Linked DNA regions of Mus musculus: regions 1 and 2 are each linked to region 3. Evidence: chromatin contacts called from public HiChIP or PLAC-seq data. All regions are on one chromosome and are shown on one strand. The core of a region is the stretch at or near the end of the contact, and the rest is flanking DNA. Distances in the headings are between cores, read along the strand shown. Region 1 has its middle 36 kb from the start of Gm34655. Region 2 has its middle 29 kb from the start of Trak1. Region 3 holds the start of Ulk4 (unc-51-like kinase 4).

Region 1 (3,509 bases), core at 405-2,904, 37 kb before region 3:
ATTTGCTGGCTCTGGGAACCTCTCCCTGCACAGTTCCCATGATCCACTTCCATTATTCAGTCTCTGCTTACTCCTACCCTTCCCAAAGACACCTGTGTCACCTGCCCACTACTCTCTTCTCCCTAGATGCTGAGTAGCTCTGTCCTTGACACTCAGCAACTCACAGTTAAACCACTTTACACCAGCCTGGACCCCTCTCCATTCTGCCAGGAATCCCCTAGCTCCAACACACATGTGTGTGCACCCACGTATGTATATGTGATGTGTGGGCAATGTGTGTGGAATGTATATTAGTGTGTGTGTGTGTGTGTGTGTGTGTGTGTGTGTGTATGATGTGTATGTGTGGGATCTGTGTGTGAATGTATGTGGTATGAGTGTGTGTGTAATGTGTATTTATGTGTGGTATGTATATGTGATATGCATATAATCATATGTGTGAGTGTGGGTGGTATGCGTGTGTGTGACGTGTATGTGTTGTAGGTCCTATGGGGGAGCAGCCAGTGCTCTGAATTGTTGAGCCATTTCTCTGGTCCAGCTCACGGATGTTAAGAAGAGGAGGAGCAACTTCAAGCAGAAGCCTTATAATCTATGATCCAGACACAGGAAAGTTAGGAAAGGCAAAGACTCGGTCCCCAAATGAAAAGGAACGGACCACAGAATTCAGTTGCTGGGCTCAGTATTTGTTCATCTCACCACATAGTCAGGTCTGGGGCTTCCTCCTAACCCCAAATCTTTGATTTTTATTTTAACAATTCAACAATAATTTTAAATCCATAAGTATTTTTCTAAGCAGATATACTGACTTGTCTTTGAAATTCTCCTTTAAAATTGTCTTCGGGCAGCTGTGACCACAATTAGTCAGAAACGCCCCTCATTTGTACACAGACCACTTCCTTATGTTGTGTGTATAATCAGGAAGTTCTGCTACAGTTACAAACTTAAACCGATCAAGACTCCTGCACTTTGAAATAAATGTTAGGGAGCGTCCACGGAGAGGCCACGCCCGGGATATGTTGCCTCAAAGCCTCCGACAGTGAGAACAGTGTAACAGCGAGTCTGTCCTGTGGAGGCTGTGATTGGACCCAGGACAGCAGCAGAAAATATGACCAGCTGGCTAATGTCACACAAGCTTGTCCCCTCTGCCCCAGGCTTACTTCTCAGCCTGCTGCCACACTCTGAGGACAGGAAGATACCAACCTGCAATTCAAACCAGGCTCCTGTAACTTAACAGCTCTCACCCAGGGTGACCCCCAGACCTCCCAGCACACCTGACACTATCTAAGCAAGGCTGAGGTTCACAGTTGATCAGGACGGACAGGCTTTGTGTCCCGCAGCGACCAAGTTTCACACGGAAGTGGGAGGGATGGGGAAGAAGGACAGACAGAAAGAGAACTTGGAAAATAGGGTCGAGAGAGAGGGAGAGGTGGAGAAGGACAGGGAAGAGAAAACAGAGAAAAGTAACGGAGAGAAAGACAGGAAAAATAAAAAGACGGAAAAGGGAAAACTCTGTGGTTAAAAAAAAAAGGCACTGTTGCCTGGGCAAACTATCTACCAGAGTGAACCCCGACTTTTCCACACCCTGTATTATACCATTTGCGGGAAGTGAGCTTGGCTGGAACCGCGCCTAAGAACATCTGTCCACGACTGGAAACCGCCCTAAGAATAGCGCAGCTGGTGTCCCAGGACTAATGAGCTCACCCCCACGTGACCACGTCTGCCTCCTTCCTCTGCCGCCCCTCCTCCAGGGAGGTGGGAAAGTCCAGCCCTCCCCCACACTTAGTCTTTATTTCCCTCGGGGCCTTCTTTCTTCCTTCCAGAAGCCACTCCTGCCGCTTTCCTGAGCTGAGACGCTCAGACCCAACAATTCCCCTGAATAGACACGGCCTTAGCATGAAAGGCAAGTGTGGGGAGAAAGGTGGGCCCATCGCTTCAGGGCTCGATGCCATCTAGAGGGTTACGATATGCTGGCGAATGGATCAATTCCTTGAAATAGCCAACTTCTCAAAGTAACAGCCACATGGTATATCCAAATAGCTGTGTGCACGTCTACAAGTAAGGATGAAAGTGCTGAGACTGGAGAGTGCTCAACGAGTACAGTGCTTCACAAACACGATGACCTGAGTCTGAGTCCCAGCACCCACAGGGACAGTGTTGGCATTTTGTCTAGGCTCCGCCCCACAGTTGCCTGGCAACAGCTTGGTGTGCCTGATTCACTATAAAAGGGGCTGCTTGCTTGCCCCCCTCCTCACTCTCTTGCTCTCTTCTCCTCTTGCTCTTCCCCCTCTCACCCCATTCCCTCCCCCCCCCCTCCACGCGCTCATGGTCGGCCTCTACTCCCCCCCCACCTTTCTCTGTCTTTACTACCCCATCAACTCCCCTCCCCATGCCCTACATAAACTATGCGGTAGTGTGGATGGTACCTTGGGGCAGGAGTGGGGGTGGGAGGTGGACTGGGGGGAGGAGCAAGAAAGTAATGCCTCAGCATGGGCCCTCAGAGGCACCCCCTTCCCCCACATTATACCACGACTCCACCAAACATATCCCTGCCTTCTTTTCCTTTTATAAAGCACAACAGGATATCCCAGGTCTAATGAAAGACCCTGTCTCAAAAAATAAAGCAGAAACCCCTTGAGATAGCTCAGCCAGTAAAGGCATTTGCCCAGCCTGATGACCTGAGTTTGATTCCTGGGACCCACATGATAAAAGGCAAGGGCCCCCGTGATGAGCACACATGCACATGAGTGAGTGAATTAATGAATGAATAAATGAATGAGGTAGAGACTGAGAAAGGCATTGATACAGGCTTGTTTTTTTCTGCCAGTTAAAGTTAATCTGCCTAGACATCAGCCCCTAACTGCCACAGACAGACACACACACACTCAAGAGTATGTACACACAACTTAAAGAACAAAGAAAGGACAGAGGGAAGGAGGCAATTCCTAACTGATTAGGAAAGGGCAGAAAGTCCTGTGGCATAGTGAACAGCCCCTCCAGGAGCCCCTGTGACTGGGTCTGGCCAGCCCAGAGCTCATTTCCCATAGACCAGGAATACTGCTAGAGTGTAAGCCCTCCAGACCTGGGAAGGGGGCAGAGCGGTGAACAGACCAATGAGGGTATAAGCCTGGGAGGTTTCACCCTGACTAGTATCTGCTCTGGAAACTGACCCCACCACCCTGCACTTTGAAAGACCTTCCAGCATTTTCAGAAACTGCACCTAGGCACAGGATCGGGAACCCTAGCAGGAATCCATAGGAGGGGATGCCTAGTGGTGCTGAGGTTGTCTCTATGGCAACCGGAAGAGGTGCTGACTCTGGGGCAACAGATCCAGACTGCCAGATGGGCATCTCTCACTCACTAGAGAAAGACAAAAGGCCCTTTGCAAAACCACACTCAGTAACACACAATAGCACGCATGCAGTCTTGAGGTTAACAAATTACCAAATTCCACCCCTGTCTACCAGGTAATTATACCCATAGCAATTACACAGCTAGCTGAAAGGTGGGTAATG
Region 2 (3,464 bases), core at 468-2,967, 61 kb before region 3:
GGAGGAGGAGGAGGAGGAAGAGGTCTTCATCATCTGTCCTTCTGTGAGATCATCTGAAGAAAGTTCCCGGCGTCTCTGGTTCTGGGCTCACCTCTGATACATTATTAACAAATGTCCAGAGAGATTCCTGACGATAATCAATCTCAAACCTGGGATGACTCATCTCTGGCTGACTTACCTTTATCTATTCAAGCGAATAAAATGTCCCCCGCTGTTTCCACTTTCCACAATACACAGAATTCCTGCCGTATAACACACTCAACATTTTCAACTACACTGAGAAGTACAGCAGTAATAAAGACTAGGAAGTCATTTTGTCAATTTATTTAAAAAAAAAAAAAAAGCAAGCCGGGCGTGGTGGCGCACGCCTTTAATCCCAGCACTTGGGAGGCAGAGGCAGGTGGATTTCTGAGTTCGAGGCCAGCCTGGTCTACAAAGTGAGTTCCAGGACAGCCAGGGCTATACAGAGAAACCCTGTCTCGAAAAACCCCAAAAAAAAAAAAAAAAGAAAAACAAAAACAAAAACAAAAACAAAAACAAATACTAAGGAGGCTGGAGAAGCTCAGCTGGCAAAGGGCTCACTTTGCAAGGTCCTGAATTCAATCCCCAGTGCCCATGTAAAAAGCCAGACACCATGGCACACATGGTGAGAGAGCCCAGGAATGGTGAGTCCCTGAAGCTCAGTCCAGCCTGCTTGATGAGCTCTGGACCAATGAGAGATCTTCTCTGCAAAACAAGATAGAGAGGGACCAAGGAACAACAGCTGAGGGTGAGATCTGGTCTCTACACACATGTGCACACATGGTCTCTACACACACGTGTGCACATATGAATTAGGGATCAACTTTTCTGTGGAACATTTCTTCTGCCAGGAAGCAGGTGAGGTCTGTGAAATCCCAGGCTCGGGCAGCAGGTGGCCTGAGGTACTAGTCCATATTTGGTTACCACAATGAAACACTCGAGGCTGGGCAGCTTATAAAGAAACAAGCTCCCTGTGGGCCACAGTTCTCAAGGCTCTATGTCCCAGATTGGACATGTTGTGGCTACCCAAAATGCTCAAGGGTCCCACAATGCTGCTCTGGGTTCTTTTCACACATTCCATAGGCCACACCTTTAAATATCCCATCCCCACCTCTCCACACACCCCCACCCCAACCCCGTGCACATCAACCTATATCCAAACTACACAGGGGCCAGGTTATTCCTCAATAACCCATGGCTACCCATGATGCTAGAATAAAATAGAAGTTGCTTGCTATCCAGCGTGCACCTGCCCTTTCTTGCCTCAGTTTCCTGGGCCGGGACACCAGATAAGTCAAAGGATCAAACTGAGACTCTCTAGTCAAAGGGTGGACTAAAACTAAATTATCCCACGATCATGCCAAAGTGCTTAGCACAGTACTTGGTACAGAGCAAACGCCACCTGCCATCACTGCTATAGCAGCACACCACTTCAGTGTGCTCCAGGACGGACACACACACACACACACCCACACACACCCACACACCCACACACACACACATCCTACCCACACCACCAATCCCATCCCTTATTCTGGGCCTGGCATTCTCTCAGAGTGAATCTTAGGGATGGTAGACAGATTGTTTCCCTTTATCCCCACAATGAAAAGCCCAGCCAGGCTATCACAGTATAATAACAGTCAACATGAGATAAAATCAGGCAGACAGCACCCATAAGGCCCACGGGGCAGACTCCAATGGAGAAGAAAGAGCCCCATTGTTTGAGCACAGCCTCGGGGAACAAGAATGCAGAGAAGCAGGCATTGTTTGGAGGAAAGAATCTGCAGGCTCAGAGCCAACTGTGAAAGAGCAACTCGGCCTTGGAGAGGCCTCAGGGGAGTTCTCCACACCTTCCTTCCAGACTTGAGTAGAACCCACCTACCCTAGAAGCTCCACCCTGCACCCACCTTCAAGTCCATGGAAGCCAGGAAGTAAGCACTGGACACACATACACATACACACACACACACACACACACACACACACACCACCCTAGGAGGCTTATAAAACACAGATGCTGAGTCCTACCCAGGTCAAGGAAGTTTGAGTGAAGGCAAAACACTCCTTTGTGTTAGTTTTTGACAGTTTCTCGTGTAGCTCAAGCTGGTCTCAAACCCCTAAGTAACCTTGAACTTCTGGCCCTCTTGCCTCTACCTCCCAAGTGCCAGGATGTTGTTGGTCCGTGAAAGGCAGCCTGGTTCCTGGTCGAGCACAGGCTTGAAATCCCGGTGACCCTGTAGGGATGGTACTAGGACGCACTCCAGGACACTAGGCTCCTAACATGAGGCCGCAGCCCTCCATAGATTGGTGTCCTTCAGTCACATAAGGGCAATGCCCCAAGCCCCTCCACAGGTAGAAGATGTGACTGACTTGTGGTCACACAGCCTCAAGACAGATCTCCATTTTAGTGAGGTACCTAAAGGCCTGGAGCCAATAAACTCCCCTTCCCAGACACTCCTCCCTGCAAAAGGTATTTAACCTCAGGCCCGCCCTGAGAAGTACGGTATGGTTTTCAGTCATCCACTTTCCACCATTGACAATGAATGTCTTAAAACCATGGACACTCTTTTTCATCAGGATCCACCATGGGGAGCAATGGAACAGGCCTTTGCCTAAAGAGCCGGCTGCCTAATCTCCCACAGAAGGTTTCTCAGTGCTCCCAGCCTCCGTCCCCACCAAGCCAAGCCAAACAAGCCAAGGGCTCTCTCCTCCCCGCAGGACCTAGCAAGGAGTTCTCCCCTCTTTTCCCCTTCAGCTCCAGGCTAGATCCAGCCCCTGGGACCCCACTCCGTTCTCAGCTCTTCTGTGGCTCCCAGTGGTGCTTGGATATCCAAGAGCCTGAGAACCAGACAGCCCAGTCCTCCACACAGGCCCGGAGATCCCCTAGCCAGCTCCGGCTGTCCCCTGGACTGCGCTCCCCCACCCCCAAAAGGGGTGTCCTGAAGCTTCCCATAGCCTGACACCCGCCCGGCGCCAGCGTGGGGTAAGCACAATCAAAACTCCTGTGTCCCACCTCCACCCATGTCCCGAGCCCTGTGGCGGAGTGGATGTGGGACACCCCATAACCCGACATCAGGATCACAGGCACTAGGATACCTCATCTGGTTTATATGGAACTGTTGACCCGGGGCCTCATGCGTGCCAGGCAGGTGCTCTACCAACTGAGCTGCATGCCTAACTCAAGAATCTGACAGTCTCTTGAGGTGGTGCTGAGGATCCTGGGACCACACAGAGAAGGCTGAAACAGTCAGCCCTCACCCAAATTCCAACACAGGTTGGACACCACACCCCTAATGCACCCCACTTCCCAGAGGGGTCTGCTATTATTTTTACACATCTTTGACTCCTTGTGTGCTTGGACTACACTGATGTTCCTTGTGGCTTCCGGAGGCTCTAATACCAATCTCCTCAAGCCAGGGCTGCTCTAAGTATCATATTGCAAA
Region 3 (3,889 bases), core at 1,037-3,536:
TCATTTCACGGGAGCCAGAAAGCTGAGAAAGTACACAAGACAAGATACCTCACAGGCCTGCCTCCAAAGACCCACTTACCTCAGCCAGTCCCCACTTTCATAACTACTTCTCAAAGCTAGAACAACTGTCCTGGTACACGTGGTTAAATCGAGGAGGATCACCAGCTGCAGAGAAAGCCTTCACCATGAGTCTATGGGGACACTTTTTATCCTACTCTGTAACACAGAAATGAGGTAAAATGTCGATGTCACCTACCATGAAGGAATTTATCCTCAGACACAAAAACAGAAACAGAGATGCTTGCCAAGTCTGATGTGCAATATAGTGTTCCTTAGATTAGGTGGCTCAGCTGGTAAGGTGCTCACCACAGGGGCTTGAGGACCTGAGTTCAAGCCCTAGCAACCACCTAAAACCTAAGTGTGATGGTGCATGCTCATTACTCTAGGGCTGGGATGGTGGGGACCAGTGGATCCCTGGGACTTGGAGGTCAGTCAGCCTGCCTTAACCAGCCATTCCCAGGTGCCAGTGAGAGACCTTGTGTCAAAAATAAAACCAAGGAACAGCTCTAGAGGACAACACCCAAGGCTCACATCTGGCATTTACTCACATGCTCTCACAAACACAACGGCCTTCTAAGTCAGACAAATGCCATCTCCAACTGCTGAGTTGCAGGCCAAGGATCGTCACAGCAGGTCCAGTTGACTATTGGCATTCCGTCCTAGGAGAGGACAGGAGGGTCTTTGGATCTTTACTTGGGTTTCCGACCGCTCCTCCCAGCCATTTATATTTTCTCCTAATTACTTGTGGAGCAGGGAGTATTGGAGAGGTCCTAGATAGTCAGGCTGAAGAAGCGAGGGTGGGAGGGGAGGGCCACCCCTGTGGCTATGGGGAAGCCATCTTCCACACTGGGTGAAGACTTTTCCAGTGCTTTGGGTTTGCAGTGCTTCTGTCTGTAAGCCCTCATCCGGGCTCTGTATGTAAGCCTAACAAATTCATTGGTTCCCTCGCATGAGCTGTGGTGGAATTATACCTTGGTTTATCCTTAGAAACTTGGGGTCCGCCGGGCAGTGGTGGCGCACGCCTTTAATCCCAGCACTTGGGAGGCAGAGGCAGGCGGATTTCTGAGTTCGAGGCCAGGCTGGTCTACAAAGTGAGTTCCAGGACAGCCATGGCTACACAGAGAAACGCTGTCTCGAAAAAACAAAACAAAACAAGAAACGTAGGGTCCTATCTCCCCACCGCCACACCCCACCTAGAAAAGGAACTTTAGCCCCATCTCTAGCCCGATTCTGGTCAACTGAGTTGGGCTTTCTTCCTTCCATAGATACTGTCAGCCTGCTCTCACATCAGAATGGAAGTTGGAGGACTCCAGTTGGAGGCCAACCTGGGCTACAGCGTGAAACCCTGTTTAAGAAGGAAACACAGCAAAACAGCTAAAGCTGTGACGCTCTGGGACCAGGCAGACGTGAAAGACTTTAAGTCCCACCCACCAAGATGTGCGGCGCAGGCAGCTTGAAGGCTGGGACCACGCGATTATGCTGCCTTCCCGGTGGGATCTGATCACCACTGCACGCTCTGACTAGAGAGGCCGATCCGTCCTAACCTCGGTCCGCTGAGCCTGCAGTGACCAACGGGCTCCAGACCGAGAAGTTTCCTGAGGAGGCTCAGAGGCATCGGCGCGCAGATGGGGAGGGGACTGGCTCTAGCCACGCCAATCTCCGGCCACTTCCGGTCCATGCCTCCTAATCTCAGCCAATCAGCGCCCTGCATCGCCGGCGTCCTATTGCTGTCATGGAGACGAGGGGGCGTGTAAACGCCAAGCAGGGCCTGCAGTGGGGCTGTGTGAGTCTCGCCATCTCTCCCACCTCTTTCTAGAAAGGATGCACTGGCTTTAGAGTGCCCAAGGCCACTTAGGTGTACTCAAAGATTCTCATTTCCGGCCCCAGCCCACAGCGCCGGAAGCGCTCAACCAGGCAGCATCCGGGTCTTTTCCGGCCGTCCTTGTGTTGCCATGGAGATGGGATGGCGGCTTTCAAATACCGAGGGATGCTCGCCGGGCAAACCTGAGAACTGCCCACGATTCCGGTCTCTTTCCAGTTTCCAGTGTCCCCTTAGGCCAGCGAGATCATGTTCGAAGTGGCGTGGGGTCCTTAGTGTCGCTGGATGGGCGCGCAAACTCGCTCACTTCCGGGTTCTTCTGGGTAGCGATCAGCCAATCAAAGTCCCGCTCTTTTTCCCCCCCGCGTCTCGCAGGTTGTCATGGTGACGCAGAGGGCTCACCCACGCGTCCAGGGGAGTTGGCCAGGTCTTCGGGTGCCTCGGTTTCCTCTGTCCAAGCTGTGGCCTCGCCGTGGCAAGGCAGAGCGCGTGCAACTCGGGTCCCCCACCATCGTGCAGGTGGGTGGGCAGCTGCGGCTCCATTCCTGGTTACATCTCTGACCCGCTTCATCCTCCTCAGAGGCGCGACCACTTCCCCCAGGACAGCAACTTATCTAAAGTCTTATTTAAAAAAAAAAAAAAAAAAGTTTATTTACGTGCGTGTGCACATGTTGAGTGTTTGCGGAAGCCAGAAGATGGTGTTGGATTTCCTCGAGCTGGAGTTACAGGTAGTTGTGAGCCACCCGGAGTGGGTGCTGGGAACAGAACTCAGATCCTCTGCAAGAGCAGTATGTATTCTTAATGGCTGAGCCATCTCTCTGTCCACTGATAGTTTTGACAAGGTTTCTTGCACATGTGAGAGAGTGTGCGCGCATGCATGTGAGTGTACTGGTGGATGCTCCTGTGTGTGCAGGCAGAGAAGGGTGTTGAGTGTCTTCCTCTGGCCTGTCTGCCTTTTGCCTAGAGACAAGGTCTTTTTCCCCTGCCCGAGGCTGGTTGTTGAGACTAGACTAGCCTGCCAGTGAGCTCCTGGGGTTCTCCCGTGTAGGCCCTTCAAAGCTGGGATTACTGGGTTTCTATGTGTGTGTTGAGTATTTGAACTCAAGTCCTCAGGCTTGCAGAGTAAACACTTAACCAGGTGAACCGTCTTCTCAGCCCCATGTTCTTTTGTAACAATGACATCTTAAGCTATCATACAGTTTCAGGGCTTCACTACGACATTTTCCTATATGTCTGTCTTTGTGTTTTCCTTATGTCTGCCCCTCACTATCTTCCTCTGCTCTTCTTACCCCCTCCTGCTTGTCCTCTTTCTCATCCTCTCATAGTTGTCTTGTGGCTTCACAGGACCTACTTTTATGTCTTGATTTTGCATGAGAGGAAACATGGTGTTGTGTCGTTACTGCCTCCCGTGACCCTTTGTTCCTGCCTCTCCTCCCTTTAGGCTCATTTTTCTTCCCTGTAGTCCTCTGTTTACTCCCGTTCCTCATATATGATATATGTTTAAATCTAGGTTATATACTATTTTGTATATTCCCACTCAATTTTGCCAGAGAGAGATAATGTAGTGTTTGTCTGCCTGGCTCTGGCTTACCTCATAGCATCACCGCAATGACTTTGACTCAATTCATCTTCCTGAAAATGATGTAATTCCACTCTTCCTGACAGCTGAGTGGCGCTCTGAGAGATGCCAAGTATCCCTGTGTATGCTGCCTGAGCTGCCTTTGGATGTTCATGTGCATGTATGTGCATGTGTGTGTGTGTGTGTGTGTGTGTGTGTGTGTGTCTGTGAACACAGGAGTAGCATGACTGGACATGTAGGCGATTCTATTTGACTTTTGAGAATGCTCCATGTTGATGTCCTATGGTTTACTGTAAAACACAAGAGCCTGGCCTTTGTCTGCCTATCTGTGACTCTTTGCCCACTTCTAGGTGCAGTTTATAAACCAGAACTTCCTCCTTTCTCCTCCCTCCCTCCCTCCCTCCCTCCTTCCCTCCCTCCCTCCCTCCCTC

Evidence for each region. HiChIP or PLAC-seq counts read pairs in DNA pulled down with a chosen protein or histone mark.
Region 1: a contact with region 3 is called in an H3K27ac HiChIP or PLAC-seq map of embryonic stem cells, with 12 read pairs. The contact joins the enhancer-like site here to the promoter of Ulk4 in region 3. A contact is called at or near these places in 1 of 15 datasets of contacts at CTCF or cohesin (the NIH/3T3 cell line), 11 of 484 Hi-C or Micro-C datasets (the C2C12 cell line, the HL-1 cell line, liver and 6 more), 16 of 115 datasets of contacts at active chromatin or transcription factors (the 230-238 cell line, the HPC-7 cell line, the SCID.adh cell line and 10 more) and 2 of 9 other capture datasets (adipose tissue and liver).
Region 2: an H3K27ac HiChIP or PLAC-seq map of embryonic stem cells shows a contact between it and region 3, with 14 read pairs. The contact joins the enhancer-like site here to the promoter of Ulk4 in region 3. A contact is called at or near these places in 2 of 15 datasets of contacts at CTCF or cohesin (CD8 T cells and large pre-B cells), 6 of 484 Hi-C or Micro-C datasets (the G1E-ER4 cell line, bone marrow-derived macrophages, liver and 3 more), 27 of 115 datasets of contacts at active chromatin or transcription factors (the HPC-7 cell line, the SCID.adh cell line, bone marrow-derived macrophages and 18 more) and 2 of 9 other capture datasets (adipose tissue and liver).

Annotation. Positions count from the first base shown.
Region 1 is chr9:121,312,441-121,315,949 of GRCm38.p6, reverse strand. It overlaps a transcript of Trak1 not described here. Among named protein-coding and RNA genes, the nearest start is that of Gm34655, 36 kb to the right of the region's middle. RefSeq lists an enhancer at 1,003-3,509. Within about 2 kb of position 1,654, at least 370 of the 459 cell types and tissues checked have an H3K27ac peak or open chromatin away from gene starts, as enhancers often do. A contact at or near this core is called in the 230-238 cell line, the C2C12 cell line, the HL-1 cell line and 21 more, where this site is marked.
Region 2 is chr9:121,336,129-121,339,592 of GRCm38.p6, reverse strand. It overlaps a transcript of Trak1 not described here. Among named protein-coding and RNA genes, the nearest start is that of Trak1, 29 kb to the left of the region's middle. Within about 2 kb of position 1,717, at least 106 of the 459 cell types and tissues checked have an H3K27ac peak or open chromatin away from gene starts, as enhancers often do. A contact at or near this core is called in the SCID.adh cell line, embryonic fibroblasts, embryonic stem cells and 5 more, where this site is marked.
Region 3 is chr9:121,275,569-121,279,457 of GRCm38.p6, reverse strand. It overlaps Ulk4 (unc-51-like kinase 4), which reads left to right and starts at 2,286. Exons shown (of 37, transcript NM_177589.3): 1 at 2,286-2,398. It overlaps Gm34655 (a long non-coding RNA gene), which reads right to left and starts at 1,711. Exons shown (of 2, transcript XR_003948091.1): 1 at 1,492-1,711; 2 at 1-719.